Linked DNA regions of Ovis aries: region 1 is linked to region 2. The links are chromatin contacts, called in public Hi-C maps. All regions are on one chromosome and are shown on one strand. Each heading gives the region's core, a stretch centred on a gene start, on an enhancer-like site or on the middle of the called end of the contact. The rest is flanking DNA. Distances are from core to core; before and after follow the strand shown. Region 1 overlaps HOXD3 (homeobox D3). Region 2 holds the start of MTX2 (metaxin 2).

Region 1 (5,504 bases), core at 1,780-4,279, 94 kb before region 2:
GCCCGCCGCTCGGCGGCGCCGCGGGCCACGTGGCCTACTCAGGCCAGCTGCCACCTGTGCCCGGCCTGGCCTACGACGCGCCCTCGCCGCCCGCCTTCGCCAAATCTCAGCCCAACATGTACGGCTTGGCCGCCTACACGGCGCCGCTCAGCAGCTGCTTGCCTCAGCAGAAGCGCTACGCGGCGCCCGAGTTCGAGCCCCACCCCATGGCGAGCAACGGCGGCGGCTTCGCCAGCGCCAACCTGCAGGGCAGCCCGGTGTACGTGAGCGGCAACTTCGTCGACTCCATGGCGCCCGCGTCCGGCCCCGTCTTCAATCTGGGCCACCTCTCGCACCCCTCTTCGGCCAGCGTGGACTACAGTTGCGCCGCGCAGATTCCAGGCAACCACCACCACGGACCGTGTGACCCTCATCCCACCTACACAGATCTCTCGGCCCACCACTCGTCTCAGGGACGCCTGCCCGAGGCCCCCAAACTGACGCATCTGTAGCGGCCGCCACCGGCCCGAACTCGCGGCGCGATTACCTCTTTGGTTTTGGTGGCGGGGGTGGCGGGGCCCGCGGGGCAGCTCGGTGACCCCCTACTCCCTCGCTCTGGCCCGGTCCGCTGCCTCCCCGTCTCTGGGCCAACAGCGGCCGAGGCGCAGGCGCCTGGGCCTCCTTTCCAGGCGCACACTGTTTTGGGTGACTCGCCGTAAATCAGCCGCAAGGATTCTCCGCTGTTAAACCCGACAGTGCCACATACTGCGGACCGAGGGACTCTAATCTGGTAATGGTGTCCCGAAGGTAAGTCTGAGATCCATCGGCGGCGCGCCTCGCAGAGGGTCCGGGCCTAGCCCGCGTCTAGTTTAGTTGCGGAGACCTTAATTTATATGCTTCTTCCCGTCCCATAAGAATTGCATCGGACTCAACGATCTGTATTTATTATTTGAAGCGAGTCATTTCGTTTTCCTGATTATTTATCCTCGTCTTAATGTATTTATGTGTATATTCGTAGAGTTCTCCAGCCGAGTTTAGGAACGCGCTCCCGGGCCGCGGGGGGCCACATATCACCTCTTTAGTCCCCTTGCTCTAAACTAGTTGAGAGAGTAGTTTTGAACAGTTGTAACCGTGGCTGGTGTTTGTAGTTGTAAAGGATTAAGACCGCAAATTGTCCTTCACGGGTAGAGTCAGGCGGCCCCATGGCGTGGCACGACACTCGTTATTCTTTCCCCAACAGCCACAGCCCTCGCCACAGTTTATTGATTTCAAATTGTCTGGTACTATTTGAACAAATATTTAGAATAAAAAATTTCTCAGTCGGAAGTGTATCTGTGTTAATCACCCACACTTGCAAGTAGGTCTCTCTGCCTTTATCTTGTGCACAATCCCAGAGGAACCCCGCCCCCCCCCCCCCCCCCCAGGCTAACCCTGTGAAAGGTTGTTTCCACTTACTTGGAATCTAGTACACAAATTGGTTCTGGGGAATACTTGATTATTTTCTAGCTATTGACTTCAGAGGGTGCAATATCTGAAGATGCAAACCTAGAAATGTTCTGGGTGGGATGATCTGGGTAGGGTGTTTCTCTGCTGCCTGTTTTACTGTTTCTACCGCCCTCTTTCTAGATACAGATCCACCTTTTTAGGTTGCACTTACATTGGGGAGGCCAGAGCTCACTTTTCTGCATTAAGTAGTTAAAAAAAACTTTGAAAGAAAACTGACAATCAAAGAAAAGATACAAGAGAAGTCATAAGAAGAATTGAACAATGAAAAAGCTGAGATGCAGAAAAAGAAACGATCATTTGAAGCCATGCACCTAAGCTTTTTCTGTCGGAAATGCCCTCACGATTTTTTCCTTATAGAAATCAGTGGTTCATTTCTAAAGAAAACAAACGTTCCCCACGATGTAAAGTAATAAAAGTTTCATTAATGGAACATACTAAGTATAAACACTTTGTTTACTCCTGTTTCTTTGTACAAAATGGGCAAAATGTCTTCGAGGATTTATAACCGTTTTGTAAATATTAGCGTGGTTTTAACTGGGGCAGACTGCTTAGACCGGCTTCTCTAGGAGGAGGCACTCGGAAAACGCCTTCAGATAAGGTTCGGTTCTTTTGTATTTCAGCAAAGTCGGCCCACGCATCTCTATTTGATTTGACAAATAATGCAACTCCTACTACATCCCCGGTGACACGAGGTGAAATTTCTATTGTGTGGAAATCATTTAACTTCTAATCTTCTGGTGGAACAACAATCGTTTCTATTTGGATGTTTGTGTTTCGCTAAATAATTATGGCTCAAAATAATATTTAGTTTCCTTGTTCCTTTGTGCTGTTTTTAAAATGGCATGTTAGATTGGGGGCGGGAGGGAATTATCCTTTTTGCTAAATTTCACTTTATCTGAGCAGGTTTAAAGTATACATGTTGTAGAAGTGTATCAAAAGAATAAATGACTTCAACCGAAGGGATATTTTACCCACGTTCAAGGCTTAAAATTGTTTTTCTATGAAATTTGCATCCATAGGCAGAATTTCTAATTGTCTTGTAAGAAATTATTTTTTAAAGCTATTAGGGAAATCAAAGGAGAGCTTGCTGCCTTGCAGGGATTACAACAACCTTTCTTAACTGGCTAAATATTAAATAGATGAATTGTCAGGCTGTTTAGATTCAGCCCGGTTTTCCCCTCATCTCCTCTTCCTACCATAAATAATAATAAAAATACATAATGCATCACGGCTCCAGGCGTTTTCCAGCGCGGTGTGTTACCGCAGGAGTATCTGCTGAGTCTGCGGGTGTCTGCAAGGCCCCAAGTGTCATCTGCGGCTTAGGGTTTCATGGATTAGATTTTAAACGGTGTCTGGCCCGGTTGACATCAGCCTCCTCTCCCACTCAGGCTCCAAAGAAGCGCGGGGTTGGGAGCTCCCTCTCCAAGCAGCTGCAGCCGCCCCAAAGCACACCCTCACTAGCAGAGTGGGAGTCCTCTCCCACCTCTGGAAAAGGTTCCCCGAGGCTTCCGGGAGCGACTCGAATAGATGTGTTCCTGCCCCTGGCGTGAGCGTCATGTGATGACCACACTCGGTCGCTCCCGGAGCGAGTGGGGGCGGCGGCCAGTCTTGGGAAGGCCCTTCCCGCGCGGCCGCCAGCCAGGGCGAGAGCGGAGCCCGCGCACAGCCATTTAAAACTGCATGAATTATAAACAAGCTGCCTTGTCCTTCGCCATAAATTCTGCTCTTTTTGAGCCTGCAATTAGTGTTAGGAAGCACCAGAGTCTAAACACAACCAAACACCCTCTGAAGGGTCCAACTGCCCGAGGTTGCAAAGCTTTATTTATTTCCCACTGCCACCCCCGCCGCAGCCCGAGATTTGCGCAGTCTCCTCCCCCACCACCGCCGGCGGTACGCAGCCGGCTGGGTTCCCGCTCCGCGAGAGAAGGTCACAATAGCTGCTCTATCGGCGGAGGCGCCCGCCTCCCCCTTCTCGGGTCTCTGGAAGGCAGAGAAAGGACGGTGGGGGAGGGGAGCGCGGGCCCGCAATGGCGCCCCAGGCCCAGGCCGCTCCTTCTCCCGCGGAGGACCTGCAGCGGGAAGGGGCGCGTCTGCAGCGGAAGGACACCGCCACTCCAGACCGAGGCTTCTTCCCGGGAGCGGCGCGCGGGCTCCGTTGGGAGCTCACCACGGCCTCGAGGAGGCTGCCTGCTGGCCCCTCGCCGCCGAGCGCTGCTGGGTCGAGGGGGCCCGCAGTAGCGGGCCTTCCGGGAGCAGCGGCGCCATTGCGAGTGCGGCTTCCCACGGGCCCCGCGGCGGGGAGGCCGCACAAAGGCGGCAAGGCGTCCGACACCCGCCGGCGGGGAGGGGCCGGCCTCGCTGCGGGCCTTGGGCTGGGGAGGTTAACCCCTTTGCCCAAGAGCAGGAAATGGTTCTTTGGCTCTGGCCGTGGCCGGTTCTGCCTCCCCCCGCCCCCCTTACTTAGACCCATTGGAGGGAGGTCTTATCAGGGAGGTTGTGGGCGATTCTCCTGGGACCAGAAGAAAGGGGTCAGGGCTCCAAGCCCAGGCCTACGGATGGGGGTGGAAGTCATTTGGGAGCCCCCTGGTCTGTCTTGCCAATCAAACGTGAATTAAAGCAGGGTTGAGATGAAGTAGCTGGAATGATCAGCTGCAGAATGAGAGCTGGGGGTGGGAAAAGATTTAGGGACAAGGAGACCCTGCCCTGGCTACCAAAGAGAAACTCAAGACCCAGCCTGCAGTGGAGTGAGAAAACCCTACTGAGTTAGCCAAGGGGATAGGGAAGTTGCAGAGGAAAGGTGGCAAGAAAGGGCGATAAGGCATTCACCCTCCTGGCTTTCAGACCTCAGCCTTATCTAAGGACCTCACAGAGAAAAATCCTTCTCAGATGGAATCATTTGTTAACTATCCATTTGTACCATTTCTTTGTAGAGGCTTCCAAATAAGAGAGGGAGAGAATACAGAGCAAGTGCTTGCCCCTTGGTGCATCCGCAAGCTTAGTCCCTATCAGAGACGCATCAGCGAAATTGGTTTCCCAGGCCCCAGAGGCTGCTAACCTTGCTGAAAAGCATTTTTAAAATTTGTATCTGTAAGGAGTACTTTAAAGGTGGTAATTAACCATAGTAGTTACTCATCCCTCTCCCTCCCCCATTCTGTACTGGCCAACTGACCCTTGAGTGAAGTGATCTCAGCCAGCAGGCTTGAGCACCTAGGCTCCCCATCTGTTGAGGTTTTTCATTAAGGAGAGTGAAGTGTGGGTGTATGAATAACAAAGGAGAAACCCAACATTCTAAAAAAGTGTTTCTCTTCTTGACCTGGGGGAGCCAGAAGCCTGTTTACACCATGGATATTCAAGGGACATCCCAGGCCTGTTTAGACTTTATCCTGAGAATTAGTTGAAACTGCCTCCTGAAGTCAAGAATGGGTTAATCCCAGTTACAGAATCCAGGAAGGTCCTCTTCATCTGGCAACTCTTGGCATTACTCTGGTCCTTCTTTCAGAAACTGTAGGAAAAGAACAAGATGAACAGCAGTTCATATTAAGTAAATAAAAAGAGACAGAAGGCTCCAGTTCCCACAGGCCTATAGTCTGATTACTTCAGGGCACTGCAACTTTCTAGAGAGGGGATGTAGCTATGGCTTGGGTGAGCAGGCCTATTCCTTGACACTTCAGGCACAGGGAAGTGAGGCTGAGTCGCCAGCTGCACCCACAGCACCTCTGAGAACTGGCTTTCGTGGAGCTCTCTTGTAGAAGGGTCTGGATGGAGAGAACAAACAGGGTAGATGAATCCTGTGCACTTACTGCATTGGTGATGCTGGTGGTAGAGAAGATCATTACAGAGGATGAAATCTTAGTTATCACTGCTCCCTTGTCTTCTACTCCAGCTACAAAGCCCTTTATTTTGGGTGCCCAGAGTTGCCCAAATGCATTTATTATTATATGCCTGGCCCAAAACCCATGCCTAAACATTTCATTCAGGTCTCATACTCACCTTGGCAAGTTGGGAAAGTACAAAGACAA
Region 2 (5,557 bases), core at 689-3,188:
TCCTAGCTACGTAGCAAGCTCTATGATTGACATGCAACATTATACTAGTTTCAGATGTACAGCATAGAGATTCAAAATTTGTATGTATTGTGAAATGATCACCACAATGCATCTAGTTAACATTTGTTATTCTGCGTAGTTACAGTGGGTTTCCCTGGTGGCTCAGACGGTAAAGCATCTGCCTGCAATGTGGGAGACCTGGGTTCGATCCCCGGGGCGGGCCGGGGTCGGGGGGAAGATCCCCTGAAGAAGGAAATGGCAACCTACTCCAGTACTCTTGCCTGGAAAATTCCATGGACAGAGAAGCCTTGTAGGCTACAGTCCATGGGGTCTCCAAAGAGTTGGACACGACTGAGCGACTTCACTTCACATAGTTACAGAAGTATTTCTTGTGATGTAAACTTGTAGGATTTATTCTCTTAGCAACTTTTAAATATGCAGCACATTATTACTGTATCATGTATTGCTGTGCTGTACATTATATACTCTTGACTTATTTTATAACTAGAGAAGTTTGTACCTTTTTATTTCTTACACCCTGCCTCTGTCACCCACCAATCTGTTCTTTGTAACTATAAGCTTTCATTTCTTCTGTTTTTTTTTTTTTCATGTATAAGTGAGATCACATGGTATTTGTCTTTCTCTGACCTATTTGTTAGGATAATGCCCTCAAGGTCCATCTATGTTGTTGCAATGGCAGTATTTCATTATTTTCTAGGGCTGAATAATATCTCTTTGTATGGATGTATATACAGTGTACCTATATATTGTGACCTTGGGCAAACCACTTATGTTTTTAAGCCTCAGGCTTCCCTGGTGGCTCAGCTGGTAAAGAATCCGCCTGCAACGCTGGAGGCCTGGGTTCGATCCCTGGGTTGGGAAGATCCCTTGGAGAAGAGAATGGCTGGAGCCATTCTCCAGCATTCTGGGCTGGAGAATTCCATGGACTGTATAGTCCACCCGGTTGCAAAGAGTCCAACAAGACTGAGTGACTTTCACTTTCTTATTTGCTTCAGCTACTTTCTCTCTGGCAAGCATGGTTGAGTAAAGAAATAATTAAACAATGTCTGTCCATGGACCAATCAACAGTAGCTGAATAAAGGAAATTAATGTGGATTTGAAATCTGGGCTTGAGTGGACTCCCTGGGAAGGCAGTTTAACCTTCCTAAGCCTGTTTCTTTACCTGTAAAAGGGCAATAAGATCTCACCCGGTTGTTTAGAGGATGAAATGAAATAGAATACTGTATATATATTTTAAGTCTGGTATTCAGTGGACGCTTAGGAATGCTACAGTAATACGTGGAATCTAAAAAATACAACAAAGTAGTGAATATAACAACAACAACAACAAAAAGACAAATAGAGAAAACAAATTAATGGTTACAAGTGAGGAGGAGGAAGGGGCAATACACGAGTGGGAGTGTGGGAGGTACAAACTACTGGATGCAAGATAAGCTACAGGGGATAAGCAGGACACAGGGATATAGGTAATATTTTGTAATGCAAATGGAGTTTAACCTTTAAAAATTGTACAAACATAAAATTTAAAGGAAATGGCAACCCACTCCAGTATTCTTGTCTGGAAAATCCCATGGACAAAGGAGCCTGGCGGGCTACAGCTAATGGGGTTGCAAAGAGTCGGATACGACTAAGTGATTGAGCACATAGAATCATGAGCTGCCTCTTGTTTGAAATCACTTAAAAAAAAACCAAAACTTATTTGCTTACAAAAATTTCGCTTGGAAAGGAAACTGAAAACTTCTGGGGTACACCCGCCCACGCTGTACGCCAGAGTCGGGAATCAGATACTCTTCCCTTCTCCCTCACCCTTCCCGGGGTGGCCCCCAGCGGCCGGGAGCCCGGGGACAGGAAATGCCAAAGAAGGCGGAGGCGGGGCCGGCGGAAGCGCTCGCGCGCCGCTGTCAGCTGCGCCGGAAGTTCCTGGCCAGGCCTGGCGGTAACCTTGGAGTCTCAGCCGGTGGTGCTGCCGCCGCAGTCGCCGCGGGGGTGGGCTTTGGGAATCCGAGCGTCAGCCGGAGTCAGGCCTGTTAGGTGCCCGGAGCCTCCGGGGTTGCGCGGGAGTTCGCTGAGGATCTCGGGGAGCAGGAACTGCGGGCGCAGGGCCGCCCAGCCGACATGTCTCTAGTTGCGGAAGCCTTAGTCTCCCAGATCGCAGGTAGCGTGTGTGGCCGCGGACCCGGACGGAGGCGGGGGCCGGCGTGGGGTAGTCGTAGGGAGCAGTGCGGCTTTAAGCACTGCAGCTTTCCTCCAGCCTTGCAGCATTAGACGCTGAACCCAAGCTTCGGGATAGAGGCGGGCACTGACTACCATCTCCTGGATGAGAAAACGGGGAGAAACGTGGCTAAGGTCAGCCTGGAGGAGTGGAAATCCCATGCGTTTTTCCTGGGCAGTGCTTTGTCCAGCTACCCATTGGGTCTGGAGGTGTTGGGATAAGTGGAGAACGCTGTGGGCTGGAATTAAGGTGAGGGGCGTGGCCATATCCGAGAGCTTCAGAGTTAAGTATGGGGGCAGCCTCGGTGTGGGACCTGAAGTTCAAGGTGCATGTCACTAATGAGTCGCCATTGTCATTTGAGAGGCCAATGAAGTTTCATCTCAGAGCAGCACAGTATTGCCATTTGCTAGGTCTTCAGCATTCACTGACACATTTTAAAGACTGCATGAATTTTTTGAAACACCTTTGACATGATGGACTGAATATGACTGTTGTAAATAGAGTTACAGTATATTTTGAAAATTTCTGTTATTGAATATATTTCTGTTATCGAGGTTCTTATTTACTGTAGTGAAAGATAGTAAATATTGTTGAGAAAGTGAGAGATTATTGTAGGTATAGGTTGATGGGTTAATCTTTAAATGGAGTTAGTCTTAAACGTCCTAGAAGTATTTTCATTGAGTACAGTAAATATTTAGTTACCCAGGATACTTAGGTACCTTTGCAATAAGGTAGTATTTTTGAAATGGAAAGTATTGAATGTCATGGAATTTGCCAAAATGTTTTTCATTACATCTTTGTTAAAATTCATTTCCTTTTTCTTTTTCTCACTCAAAAACATTGTCTTCTAAAAGTGAGGGAAGCTCCCACTAGATTGCAAGCTTCTTGAAGGCAGAAATGATACTTACATTGTTTCTAGTATCTTGAGGACCTGTCGGTGCTCAAGAAGTGACCTGAATCAATGAATAATCAATCTTGAGATTTCAAGCAATGATTATTTGTTTTTACTGTTCATGTTTTTTAAAAAGTTAGATCATGAATGTAGATGACTATATTAAAATATTTCATATATTTAATATTTAATATATTAAATATATAATATTTAATATATTAATACCATATTAAAATATTTCATAATGTATGCTGATACTGGTATACAGTATGCATGTTCCCTAATGTGTGATTTCTTAAGGAAGAAATGAATATCTTTTAATCAATCTGAAATTTTACTTCAATTACTGAAATTTAGGAGTTTCTATGAATTTGATCAGTCTGCCATCTTAGCCTGGAAAATCCCATGGATGGAGGAGCCTGGTTGGCTGTAGTCCATGGGATCGCGAAGAGTCAGACATGACTGAGTGACTTCACTTTCATTTTTCACTTTCATGCATTGGAGAAGGAAATGGCACGCCACTCCAGTGTTCTTGCCTGGAGAATCCCAGGGACGGGGGAGCCTGGTGGGCTGCCGTCGATGGGGTCGCACAGAGTCAGACACGACTGAAGTAACTTAGCAGCAGCAGCAGCAGCAGCCATCTTAGCTATTTGGGGTGATCACTCTAGGAGGAGGCATTTATAGATGGATAATTCAATAAGTGGTGTTGGGACAGCTCCTAAGTTATGACACTGCAAGAATAAATTCTAGATGGATTAAAAATTTAAGTGTAAAATAAGAACAAAAACCAAATTGTAATAAAATAATTAGGAAAAATATAGGTGATATAGTGTAGGATGCGGAGAAGGCAATGGCAACCCACTCCAGTAATCTTGCCTGGAAAATCCCATGGATGGAGGAGCCTGGTAGGCTGCAGTCCATGGGGTCGCAAAGAGTCAGACATGACTGAGCGACTTCACTTTCACTTTTCACTTTCATGCATTGGAGAAGGAAATGGCAACCCACTCCAGTGTTCTTGCCTGGAGAATCCCAGGGACAGGGGAGCCTGGTGGGCTGCCATCTATGGGGTCGCACAGAGTCAGACACGACTGAAGCAACTTAGCAGCAGCAGCAGCAGCAGTGTAGAATGCCTAAGCAAGACCCAGAGTTCAGAGTGCATGGAAGAAAAAATTAACAGAATTTTTGCAGATACATTTTAAAAGCTTCGTACGATGAGGCACATAAGTTTCTACAAATTAATAAGAAAAAGGCAGACCAACAGAATCAAAGATAAAGGATAAGAACAGGCAGTTTACTAAAGGGGAAATGCAAATCAGCAGTGAACATACGAAAAGATGCCCTCCATCACTAATTTCCACCCAGTCAGATGGGCAGAAATGAATATGATAAATTTTAGTACTGACTCTGGCATGGGGAAAACAGTTGTCCTCAAAGTATTGGGGAGTCTGTAAGAAACAGCTGGTTTTGGGGAACTTAACATAGCAATATTTATTTAAATGCTACTGCAGATGGTGATTGCAGCCGTGAAATTAAAAGACGCTTACTCCTTGGAAGGAAAGTTATGACCAACCTAGATACCATATTAAAAAGCAGAGACATTACTTTGCCAACAAAGGTCCGTCTAGTCAAGGCTATGGTTTTTCCAGTGGTCATGTATGGATGTGAGACTTGGACTGTGAAGAAAGCTGAACGCTGAAGAATTGATGCTTTTGAACTGTGGTGTTAGAGAAGACTTTTGAGAGTCCCTTGGACTGCAAGGAAATCCAACCAGTCCATTCTAAAGGAGATCAGTCCTGGGTGTTCATCGAAAGGACTGATGCTAAAGCTGAAACTCCAGTACTCTGGCCACCTCATGCAGAGTTGACTCGTTGGAAAAGACCCTGATGCTGGGAGGGATTGGGGGCAGGAGGAGAAGGGGACGACAGGATAAGATGGCTGGATGGCATCACTGACTATGGACGTGAGTTTGGTGATGGACAGGGAGGCCTGGCGTGCTGTGATTCATGGGGTCGCAAAGAGTTGGACACGACTGAGCGACTGAACTGAACTGAACTGACTCAGAAATTCTTCATGGGATTTATCTGATAGAAATATAAGGGCCAGTATTTATACAACTGTAGTAATTGTAGTATTATCTGTAATAGCAAAAACCCGGAGACATCCTAAATATATATTGTTACAGCATGCGTGGTCAGTTGTGTCTGACTCTTTGTGACCTCATGGATTGTAGCCTGCCAGACTCGTCTGTTCATGAGCTTTTCCAGGCAGGAATACTGGAGTGGGTTGCCATTTCCTACTCCAGGGGAATTCCCTCATCCAGGGATCTAACCTGGATCTCTTGTGTCCCCTAATTGGCAGGCAGAGTCTTTATCACTGCACCACCTGGGAGGGTATGGTTATGGCATGCCCACATTATTACAGATACTAAAAAT

Evidence for each region. A called contact is a pair of places that touch in the nucleus more often than the background predicts.
Region 1: a contact with region 2 is called in a Hi-C map of hypothalamus, with 2.0 times the contacts expected there. The contact joins the enhancer-like site here to the promoter of MTX2 in region 2. A contact is called at or near these places in 2 of 16 Hi-C or Micro-C datasets (hypothalamus and skin fibroblasts).

The regions. Positions count from the first base shown.
Region 1 is chr2:133,959,771-133,965,274 of ARS-UI_Ramb_v3.0, reverse strand. It overlaps HOXD3 (homeobox D3), which reads left to right. Exons shown (of 5, transcript XM_060411097.1): 4 at 1-5,504. The coding sequence ends at 491. Among named protein-coding and RNA genes, the nearest start is that of HOXD1, 13 kb to the right of the region's middle. Within about 2 kb of position 3,029, at least 19 of the 54 cell types and tissues checked have an H3K27ac peak or open chromatin away from gene starts, as enhancers often do. A contact at or near this core is called in hypothalamus, where this site is marked.
Region 2 is chr2:133,864,433-133,869,989 of ARS-UI_Ramb_v3.0, reverse strand. It overlaps MTX2 (metaxin 2), which reads left to right and starts at 1,938. Exons shown (of 12, transcript XM_060409738.1): 1 at 1,938-2,176.